Linked DNA regions of Mus musculus: region 2 is linked to region 1. Evidence: chromatin contacts called from public Hi-C data. All regions are on one chromosome and are shown on one strand. The core of a region is the stretch at or near the end of the contact, and the rest is flanking DNA. Distances in the headings are between cores, read along the strand shown.

Evidence for each region. Hi-C and Micro-C count contacts between places; a contact is called where the count stands out from the background.
Region 2: a Hi-C map of ventral hippocampal neurons shows a contact between it and region 1, with 1.9 times the contacts expected there. The contact joins two enhancer-like sites. A contact is called at or near these places in 8 of 484 Hi-C or Micro-C datasets (the HL-1 cell line, cerebral cortex, cortical neurons and 3 more) and 2 of 115 datasets of contacts at active chromatin or transcription factors (astrocytes and large pre-B cells).

What each region holds. Positions count from the first base shown.
Region 1 is chr1:138,134,531-138,140,232 of GRCm38.p6, forward strand. All of the region lies in intron 1 of Ptprc (protein tyrosine phosphatase, receptor type, C), which reads right to left. Among named protein-coding and RNA genes, the nearest start is that of Ptprc, 38 kb to the right of the region's middle. Within about 2 kb of position 2,106, at least 201 of the 459 cell types and tissues checked have an H3K27ac peak or open chromatin away from gene starts, as enhancers often do. A contact at or near this core is called in ventral hippocampal neurons, where this site is marked.
Region 2 is chr1:139,325,071-139,330,772 of GRCm38.p6, forward strand. It overlaps Crb1 (crumbs family member 1, photoreceptor morphogenesis associated), which reads right to left. Exons shown (of 12, transcript NM_133239.2): 3 at 3,081-3,276. Among named protein-coding and RNA genes, the nearest start is that of Crb1, 49 kb to the right of the region's middle. Within about 2 kb of position 3,426, at least 12 of the 459 cell types and tissues checked have an H3K27ac peak or open chromatin away from gene starts, as enhancers often do. A contact at or near this core is called in ventral hippocampal neurons, where this site is marked.

The sequences.
Region 1 (5,702 bases), core at 856-3,355:
CGATATTTCCCCACCCACTCACTCGTCTGAGACAGTTCCCAGGATAGACCTAATTTTAGACTTAGAATATCTATTTTAGTCTTCGGTGGCTATCTATTTTCCATTTTTTTTTATCCAGAAGTGTAAACCTGATGTTGAAAATATGTGCCAGGTAGCAAAAAGTATCTAACTGTACTAATTAACATTTTACTATGTATGATTTTATAACTCTTTACTTCCTCTGAAATAGAGTAAGATCATAGTGAACGGATTATATAGAGGCACCCACACGTGTTGGCACCCGTGCTAAAATGCTTTACTGTTTTCAGGGCCAAGAATAAAAGTCACTATTTCCAGTAAATACTAGGTGTATGACACGGTGCTGAGTGATGTTTTATGAAATATTAGGTGCTGAATGAGGTTAAATTATACTTTATATAACATTACAGCAATTCGGTAAAGCAGATAACACGCTCTTCTTACTTAGAGATAAATATCATAAACAAATAGGTGCAAATCTAGAGAATGTAAAGTTTAAACTTAACTGACAATCTGTCTGATATAAAAAGGCTTATTTAACTGCACTGTGATAAGAAAAAAATTAATATTAAAGTCAGTATTTGTGCTGAACAGCTAGGAAAGAATTAACAATGATCAGAATACCTTATATGCACCATCAAAATGGGACCCAGAGGATGACACAGTGAAAGGCAGTAGTGTTTTCCTGCATTGTGTTTTGTAGGAGAGAAGATCTAGTCATGCTTTAAACTAGGTATGCAACCTGAGCCACCCTCCAACTTACAATGCTCCTCCTGCCACAGTCTTCCAAGTGATAGGGTTATAGCCATGTACTCTCACACCCCCAAAAACATTATCATTAAAAATGAAACAGTTAGCCAGGTACTCTACATAAGACACACATACACAATTGCATTCTGCTGTAAAGAAGAGTAAGTCACAACATTCACAGGAAATTAGATCAAATTATAATGTTCAATGAAATAAGCTAGCCTTGGGAAGATGTATATCACATGTTTTGTTCTTATGTGGAGCTGTAGCTCTCTCTCTCTCTGTGGTGTGTGTGTGTGTGTGTAACTTATAAAAGGCATAAAATAAAATGTGGCTGATGAGATGGAAGAAAGAACTCTAAGAGGAGAAGGGAAATAATAAAAGGCTAATGGACCGTATAAGGCATGAAAGCAGAAGGAATGGCTCTTAGGGGAGGAAGAGGGCCTGAAGGGGAGGAAAGGGGGCAGCGCTCTGGGGGAAGGACAAAGAACAATGCATACGTATAAAAATGTCCACAATCACACTCACCACTGTGAACGCTAACTAAAATGCTGGTAAAAGTGAAAATTGTTAGACGGTGACAGTACAAAAGGAAAATTTTCATTGTTTACAGGGAAAGGACACATAACGAGAAGCCTGAAGCATACTGGAATGAGGAGAGCAGCTTGGCTTGACTGCCCAGACCCTCTCAGAGAGAAAAATAGAAAAACAATAATAGAAAAACATAGAAAAAATTAAAAAATAGAAAAACAAGTTTGAATATGTCCTTATTAGTATTTTCAAGATTTCAAAACAAATAAAACGATGGCGTGTGTGTGTGTGTGTGTGTGTGTGTGTGTGTGTGTGTGTGTGTGGTGTTAGCTTAAACAAAAAATAAACAGAAAATGAGAGCTACATTGTGGGACATCTACCACCAAACTGTTATCAGTCTCATGAAGAGTATCAAATGTCTCCCCCAAGATTGCACCCAGTCCTCCAATCTCCCCAGAGCAGCGGATAATCAAAGCCAAGGTTGATAAATGCCCAACTAATTTTTTCTCATCTCTCAGTCATGAAAGTGCTGAACAGAAACACTTGGCGCGCTTTCAAAATCATTACAGTACAGGCATAATGGGAAAAGCAAGAGAGAGGCAGCTTTCCTCCGGAGAGGTTTTCGGTGTGCTGTTCGGCTGCTGTTTGCAAAAGCTAAAGGCTCGCTCGCAGCAGTGCCTCTACTGCCCTTGTGGTTTCTTCTCCTCGCACACTTCTGTTTTTCTCATTCTAAGTCTTTATAGGAAAGGAAGAGGCGCAGCTCATGCGGTTAAGCACAGAAGAGCTTCCAAATGGTGCAACCGGTTGCCATAGCACCAGCATAATCAGCCCTATCTCGGGGTAAAACCGCAACTTCTCTAGCTCATGTTGAAGCCGCCTGGCTGCACACTTTAACTGCTACGAAATACCGAATTTCAGGTTGACTTGACTTTGCTCTAGTGAAATCGTATTTCAACAACGAGGCTAACTTTGTATAATGATTGGTTTGATTTCAGAGGCACTTCCCTTTGCAAGGTAACTTACAAATGATACTTTAATGTCAAAATATTAAATCCCATCTTATATTTAAAAATACAAACAGGAATTGTGTAATGAAACTCGGACTGAACATATTACAATAAGAAAAGTCTAATAGAAAATGGAACATGTTCCTTTCCATTCAAGATTATGAAATGATCAAAGATAATCAGGCAGGATTTTTTTCCATATTTGTGAAGAATCCTCTGTTATAATGTACTAAAATAATACCTACCAGTAGGAAGTACAGTATCACCATCTTTGGGAGCCAATGAGCTAAACTACTTAAGTTGGATAACTTCCTAAATGTTACACCTGATAGTACCATGAAAGCAAGGCCTGAAGGAGAGATGCATGCTGGTCTTTCCTCTGCCTGGGCATATCAACGGACAGTCATTTGCCCTGTGTTGGAAACATTTTTCCATGGTGAGGATTTTTACTAACACTCTTACATGTTGATTACCTTATTGTTCCATGATAAAGAAAAATATGAAAATAGCCTGCCGATGTTCATAAACAATATTGGGGTTGTGAGATATCGCCTATTTAGTTGCTTAAGAAAAACTCATCTTGGGCCAGTTCTTCAGGCTTTCTGTCAGCAGAAAGGATATTGTCTGTCTGAAATAAAATAAGTAGCATGCTGAATCCTGACACCTGTTGTAATATTTCAGGCGGCCTGCATCTTACCTCGATTTCACTGATTTTCAACCTGTGGGTCATGACCGCTGGAGGAGTCTCATATCAGATATTCTACTTACCAGATATTTACATTACAATTGATAACAGTAGCAAAATTATAGCTATGAAGTAGTAACAGAAATCGTTTTTATGGTTGGGGGTCACGATACCATGAGGAACTGTATTAAAGGGGTCACAACATTAAGAAGCTTGAGAACCACTGATTTAAGTGTTACAAAAACCATCCTTCCTCCAGGAAGTCTATTCAAGGTCTGCCTGGGTCTAGGGCTGCAATTCAGTTGTACTAGCCCTTACCTAACATCAAGGAGGCCCTGAGATGAAGCCCCAGAAGAGCCAGAATCAGATGTAGTCGCTTCTTCCTATAACCCCAGTAATCAGGAAGTGGAAACAAAAGACTCAGAAGTTTCAGGCCATCCTCATACTTGGCTACACAGACAATGCAGGGCCTCAGGCGACGCTGTAAAAATTAAAAATCCCCAAACACCTACTTGGATCTAGATTTCCTACTCAGGGCTCCTAGACCTCCAATTCTCAGACATTCGTTTTATTTGTTCGTGGGTCTGAGACAGGGTCTCATGTAGCCTAAGCTTCATGGTTGCTTATGGTTATCAAACTCATTGTGCAGCCAAGATGACCTTCAATTTATAATCCTTCTTTCCCTGCTTCTGTCATGCTGGTGCTGGCATTACCAACACTCACCCCCATATTGGACTCCTGTGATGTTGGGAATCAAATGTAAAGCTTTATACGTGCTAGGCAAGCACACTACAAACTGAGCTACATTTGTCGCTCTGGAAGTCATTCATAAGGGTTGAGAGACTTTCCCTTTTACTAGGTGTCTATGCTACTTAAGTTTAGGCTCTAGATTAGCAGTGCTCAACCTGTGGGTGGCAACCCTTTGGAGATCGAACAATCCTTTCACAGGGGTAGCCTAAGACCATCGGGAAACAGGGATATTTACATTATAATTCATAACAGTAACAAAATTACAGTTATGAAGTAGCAACAGAAATAATCTTATGATGGGGGGTTACCTAACATGCGGATCTGTAATAAACGGTCATAGCCTTGTTTGATGAATGGCATTCCTCTTGGGTTATTAAATGAGAAAGGAAGACATAGGTGGCTTAAGTAATCTGTTTCATAACAGACTAAGCAACAGCACCAAACCTAAATCCCAGGTCATACAGAATCCAAAGAACCTGATTTCCACAAAACTCTATAATGTTTCACTTAGTAATAGAAGATCCTCAAGTTTGGAACAAAGTTCTTGAACTCCTGAAGTCTGAGGCCTGTTACTTCCTTGTTCTTGTCTGCCTTCTCAGGCATCCTCCCATACACACACACACACACACATACACACACACACACACACACACACACACACACACACACACACACATGGCAGCATCAACCAAACTCTAAAGAGTCCTGATATGTGTCTTTCCTATTAAAATATTTTCAGAAGCAACTTCTCAGTGTATGCCCAGGAGTGGTATTGCTGGGTCCTCAGGTAGTACTATGTCCACTCTTCTGAGGAACCACCAAACTGATTTCCAGAGTGGTTGTACCAGCTTTCAATCCCACCAGCAATGGAGGAGTGTTCCTCTTTCTCCACATCCTCGTCAGCATCTGCTATCACCTGAGTTTTTTTATCTTAGCCATTCTGATTTGTGTGAGGTGGAATATCAGGGTGTTGTTTTGATTTGCATTGCTCCAACATGTAAGAATGACACATGCTTCACTATGTTCATAGCAGCCTTATTTATAATAGTCAAAAGCTGGAAAGAACCCAGATGTTCTTCAACAGAGGAATGGATACAAAAAAAAATATATATGGTACATTTACACAATGGAGTACTACTCAGCTATTAAAAACAATGAATTCATGGAGTTCATGAACAATGAACGATGAATTCATCAAGTTAGGCAAACAGATGGAACTAGAAAATATCATCCTGAGTGAAGTCAGTCACAAAAGAACACACATGTTATGGACTCATTGATAAGTGGACATTAGCCCAGAAGTTCAGAATACCCAAGATACAATTCATAGACCATATGGAGCTCAAGAAGAAGGAAGATTACAGTGTGAATACTTTGGTCCTTCTTTAAAGAGGGATCAAAATATCCATGGGAGCAGATATAGAGACAAAGTTTGGAGCAGAAACTGAAGGAAAGGTCATCTAGTGACTGTCCTACCTGGGGATCCATCCTATGTACAGTTACCAAACCCAGATACTACTGTGTATGCCAACAAGTGCTTGCTGACAGGAGCCTGATATAGCTGTCTCCTGAGAGACTCTGCCAGTGCCTGACAAATACAGAAGTGGAGGCTCACAACCATCCATTGGACTGAGCACAGAGTCACCAATGGAGGAGCTAGAGAAAGGATCCAAGAAGCTGAAGGGGTTTGCAGCCCCATAGGAGGAACAATAATATGAACCAACCAGTACCCCCAGAGCTCCCAGGGACTAAACCACCAACCAAAGAGTACAAAAGGAGGGACTCAAGGCTTCAGCTGCGTACTAGTAGAGGATGGCCTTGTGGAACATCAATGAGAGGAGAGGCACTTGGCCTTGTGAAGGTTCAATGCTCTAGTGTAGGGGAATGCCAGGACAGGGAAGCAGGAGTGGGTAGGTTAGTGAGCAGGGGATGGAGGGGTGGGATGGGGGGGGGATTCGGAG
Region 2 (5,702 bases), core at 2,176-4,675, 1.2 Mb after region 1:
GCCATGGATTCAAACCTGGTTCTCAGAGGCAACTCTGGCTGGGACCTCATCATGGCCCCAGGTGGCAGGGCTGCCAACTGACAACAGGCTATCCCTCTCCACCCTCAAGTTTCCAGTTCCATCTGTCTTTATGATGCTCAAGCTGTTCCACTTCTTTAACTCTCACCTCTGACCACCACACACTCGCACATCGTGGTTGCTCCCACTGCAGCCTGAGGTGTGTAGCTGCCAGGCCCCTGGGTAACTTCCTCCATCTGTGATACATGATGTGTCAGCAAGCAGGGGTCTATGCCCTGCCTGTATCAATCAATGGAATGTAGGTCTTTGGGTAGCATGGCATACTTGGTGCACAGGTCTCTGTCTTTCTCTTTCCACACTGTGCTGCCTGGGTTTGATTTGATTTTTATGAGTCTTAGGCATTGCTTTGGCCACCAAGGCAGGGATTAAACCAGGATGAACAAAGGCATCTGCTCTGGCCCTGACTGATGTAAGAACACCACCATCCACAAGGTGTCTCTTTTCCCATGGTGGTGGTAGTGAGAGAGGGGTCTTTCTATTTCTAATCATTCATTGACTAAATCTAAATCACGGTGTCACAAATCAACCCACTGGGGGATAATTGTTGAGTTTTTAATTTAAAGTGGCTCTAAATTGAGGTGATGCCTCTTTCTTCAAGAGTTTAGGGTTGTAAAAATTAAAACGGGGCCTGCAAACTTATTGAGGTAGAAAGGGTATCTGGAGGGGCTGCTTCAACCACGGGACACTTATAATCCAGTCTCTGTGGCTGTGTATATTTACCACCAAGCACTGATACTGGACTATTTAAGGATCTGGAAATGACAGATGTTGCAGGGACAAGGTTTTTATGACTCAATTAGTTTAAAAAAATCTGCTCATAGTTTTTGTGTAATTAGAAATACTAAAAACTAGGACTAGAAAGAATGTTTAGCACATGAAGTCGCTTGCTGTGCAAGCCTGGGGGGTTGAGTTTAATCCCCAAACTTACACACACACACAGAGACACACAGACACACACACACAGACACACACACACACACACGTGAATGTCCATAAACAATAAGGATTAAAATATTAAACTCTACTTTATGTGCGGTATTGCAGACACATGTTCTATATTAAAGGAATGCATCTAAGTTCACAGAATTAAAGATTCCATTTAAAAGCTCCTTTGGTATGCAAGCATCCATTTGCTCACATGAATTATAGGAAAGATGTTAATTTTTAATTGTGTAAAAATAATCTCAATCCTCTCCCAAGTTAGGTATTAGGAGATATAACAATAAAATTAAGAAATAAGTCATTTCACCTTTAAGAGTAGAGAATGAAAGGCACTCCCTCTTGGGTGGGTTGGTGGAGGGGGGAGTGCGAGGAGGGGGAGGGGATAGGGGGTTTTTGGAGGGAAAACCAGGAAAGGCGATAACTTTTGAAATGTAAATTAAAAGAAAGAAAGAAAGAAAGAAAGAAAGAAAGAAAGAAAGAAAGAAAGAAAGAAAGAAAGAAAGAGGAAGGAAGAAAGAAAGAAAGAAAGAAAGAAAGAAAGAAAGAAAGAAAGAGGAAGAAAGAAAGAAAGAAAGAAAGAAAGAAAGAAAGAAAGAAAGAAAGAAAGAAAGAGCGAGCGAGCACAAGTTTCCAGTGTGTTTGCCTTCCCACGAGAACCCAAACCGCTGTGTTATCTGCTGTGATGCTCTCTGGAAAGAACAGTATGCACTGCAGAGGGTTTTCACTTCCTTGGAAGTTTCAGCCATTCCAACCCTTCTGTCTCTAAGTGTCCAGTAAGCTGTCCCCAGGAGTGTAGACTCCCAGCAAAGGCGTATTATTTGAGTGCTAGGAAAAGTCAGATCAAATTATGGGTTGTGATTTAAAATGGCATTTCATAGTTTTAAAAAAGAAACGTGCAACTTTATTACTCTATTTAAAAATATTACTATCTTATTAAGTAGCTTACAGATATATCTGAAGCACACGTGCCTTTTCTTGCACTCTTTGAGTTTCAGTAATTTTGAAATTAGATTTGAAGTTATGAGTTTCTTTGTGTGTGGGGGGGGAGGGGAGGAGGTTGTGTACACATGCACTATTGGGACTTGAACTCATGGCCTTGCACACACTAGGCATGTACTCTACCACTGAACTTCATCCTCAGCCACATATCTGATTTATTAAATAGAGGAAAAGTCATTTTGTTTCTACTTTTGGAAAACATTAATGATGTGAACTCTTGGAAACCTCTGTTTACTACAGATTCATTATTACAATTGAGGAACTGTATATATTACAGCTTTAGAACAGTAATTCTCAGCACGCTTCACACTGAGCAAGTATCAAAGGAAGGAATTCTAAGTTCAATGCTATGAAATATTTTTCTGCACTCCATAATGCAATATTCACAGTCTAAGCAAATATGACAATGTTCTTTACAGGGATATATTATTTGATGTGAACTTGGCTCTCACTATATAAATTCATTATATTTATCACATGAAGATAAATACTACAATGCAGAGTTGCCCATTTCCCTGAAACCAATGAGAGACTTTCATTTGGATCAGAATTGAGTTATACTTGGTGGTATTATGCCTTGTCAAATATATTCACCCAATTCTCCAAATAGTTAAAAAGCCAAGATATGTCAATTTAATACTATTGCCCTTAGAGGAGTATTTATCGACAAATTCCGAAGGATTTATTTTTCCATTTGATTGGTTTGCTTACTTTCATAAATATAAACATTATGTTCACAATTTAAACAGTTGATAGCATTGCTTTTGCAACTTCCTTATCAGGATGTTTACTACAGGGTTTTACATGGGTTTTGGATGTTGGTACTTTTCTGATATCTACAGTTCTCAATCAATTACAAGAATGCCTTGGAAAACCTTCACTCAGGACAGATGTCAACCAAAAAATATTCTTAAGTAAACTCAGAATTCTGTAACTTTTCATTACTTAAAGCAAAATCCAATTCACGACTCAAATGAAGGCTAGGAGAGCTTGAAGTTCACGACAGTTGTACAGTAGACCTTGGTCTCTGTAAGCCTACCAGTCATCTACGCAACACATACCTGTTTCTTCCATCCACACATAGACCTCCATGGAGACACGGCTGACTTTCACATTCATTAACGCTGAGTTCACAGTGCTCTCCAAGGAATCCAGGTGCACAGTCACAGGAGTAGCCCCCTGGAGCGTCCTGACATGTGGCACCGTGGAGACAAGGCTGGGATCTGCATTCATCAATTTCCAACTCACAGTTCACGCCTATGAGAAAAGCCAACACAGAAAGCCAGAAAAGTTTTAGCAAAGTGAAAATATTTTAGCTGTTTGGCAATATTTTATTTACTAAAGCACTTGTCAAATGTTATGTTACCCAAAATAATTCTCCTCCTCTACTCTAATTGCTATTCACTCGGTGTGCTTGTGGGAAGTCGCACAGAGTGGGGCAGCTGCTGCTTGTGAGGATCACTGCCTACAACAGCTTGTGACTTTGTTGTCTGTGGAAACAAATAAGTTATTTTTAGGACAAAATTATTGTTAACTGTACTTTTGTTGGAAGACTAAATGCACTGGTCAATGTGGTTTTTTTTTTTCTTCGTTATTTTATTCCTTCATAACAGTTTAGTTAGGCTGCATACAGAATAGTGGTAAAAGCTTAGACAGACTGGTTTGGTGTCTTAGCAAAACCAGCTACTAGTCCTGTGTTCTGGTCGGTCAGTAAAGAAACTTTAAAGGCCCAGAAAAGGGCTGCCTGTGCTCATACATTCTTTATTACTGTGATTCTAACCCAGGATAATAAACCATGTATTAAAACATTGGCAGATTCCAAAGTGGCTCAGCAATAGTACTAAGTGTGACTTTGTTCTCTTTTCTTGATCTAAGTTGCAGTAGAAATGTTCCAACAGCATATGCTATTTATAACTGTCACTGGATTCTATAAATATCAAAGTTAAAATGTCATCCCTCCCCTTTAAGAAGGAGAACATTCTATCAGTAAAACTTGAAACTTGTCCAATATCATTAGGCCCTACCCTCATTGACTATTATTTCCTTCATGACCCTCAGCATTCGCCATCATGTCTCCCTACCCAACCTGTCTCTCAAAACCACTTAATGTGAGATCTTTAAAAATACAAACATGATTATGTTAATATTTGCTGAAACATTTTAAATAGCTTCTCCCAATCTCTCCAGAATAAAACAAATTATCTTTAGAATTCAGAAGGACCTTCTAAAAGATTGAAGCTAACACTGTCTGCTGTGTGTGCTTGCAACTATTTGGCCTGTCTCTCACCCCACATGGATGTGCCCTTGACTAGTAATGCCTTATCCCTTATCCATCACTCTCAACTTTCAAAGAGTGGGGTTGAGCGGAGCAAGATTCTGGAAATTACAGTTAAATTCTCCTATAATCCTCTGATGCTGTCCCTCCATTCCCTCAACATAACCTGTAATATCAGTGTATTTATCATTTTCTTATTTGTTCTTCTTTCTATGTCTTTGATGTCAGTGCTTGCTATTTTCTGTGGCATTGAGCATATTTTCTTGAACAAAGTACATGATCAATTAACTTTGAATGAATGATTGTTGCAACTTTGTGTTACTCTATTCCTTTCCCCTGAACAATGAGCTGGTAAGCCAGGGAAATGTTTCTCAGTGTGACAGTAATGCTGGGTCTACTGTCCCACAGAAACAGTGAAGCCAATTTATGGCTTCAAGAGATATTTGAAACAAGTCATGTTTTCTCAAGGACTGTCCTAAACTTTTGATACACATTTGCAGATATTTGTCCCTTATTATGTAGCTTTTGACAATTGGAGTTCTGTGTTAACATTCTCTGCCACTAGATAATAGACATCCTGTGCTATCAGTATGGAGCAGGTCTCAAACCAGATGCTGTCCCCATCACCCACTGCAACAGGCAGAGAGCACAGGACACAGGCAGGGTAGCCATGACACCGCACTCTGAATACCTTGTCCATTATCTACATAGCCCATGCTTTGCAGATAATTGTGCTCCAAGTTTATGATCCTAAATTTCAGATTCCAGGTAATAAAAGTGATTATTCCCAATGCACTATGTTTCTTTCGAATAAGAATCTTGCTAGTTCAGGGAAAAACTTCCTGAACAGAACAGCAATGGCTTGTGCTGTAAGATCGAGAATTGACAAATGGGACCTAATGAAACTCCAAAGTTTCTGCAAGGCAAAAGACACCGTCAGTAAGACAAAAAGACCACCAACAGATTGGGAAAGGATCTTTACCTATCCTAAATCAGATAGGGGACTAATATCCAACATATATAAAGAACTCAAGAAGGTGGACTTCAGAAAATCAAATAACCCCATTAAAAAATGGGGCTCAGAACTGAACAAAGAATTCTCACCTGAGGAATACCGAATGGCAGAGAAGCACCTGAAAAAATGTTCAACATCCTTAATCATCAGGGAAATGCAAATCAAAACAACCCTGAGATTCCACCTCACACCAGTCAGAATGGCTAAGATCAAAAATTCAGGCGACAGCAGATGCTGGCGTGGGTGTGGAGAAAGAGGAACACTCCTCCATTGTTGGTGGGATTGCAGGCTTGTACAACCACTCTGGAAATCAGTCTGGCGGTTCCTCAGAAAATTGGACATAGTACTACCGGAGGATCCAGCAATACCTCTCCTGGGCATATATCCAGAGGA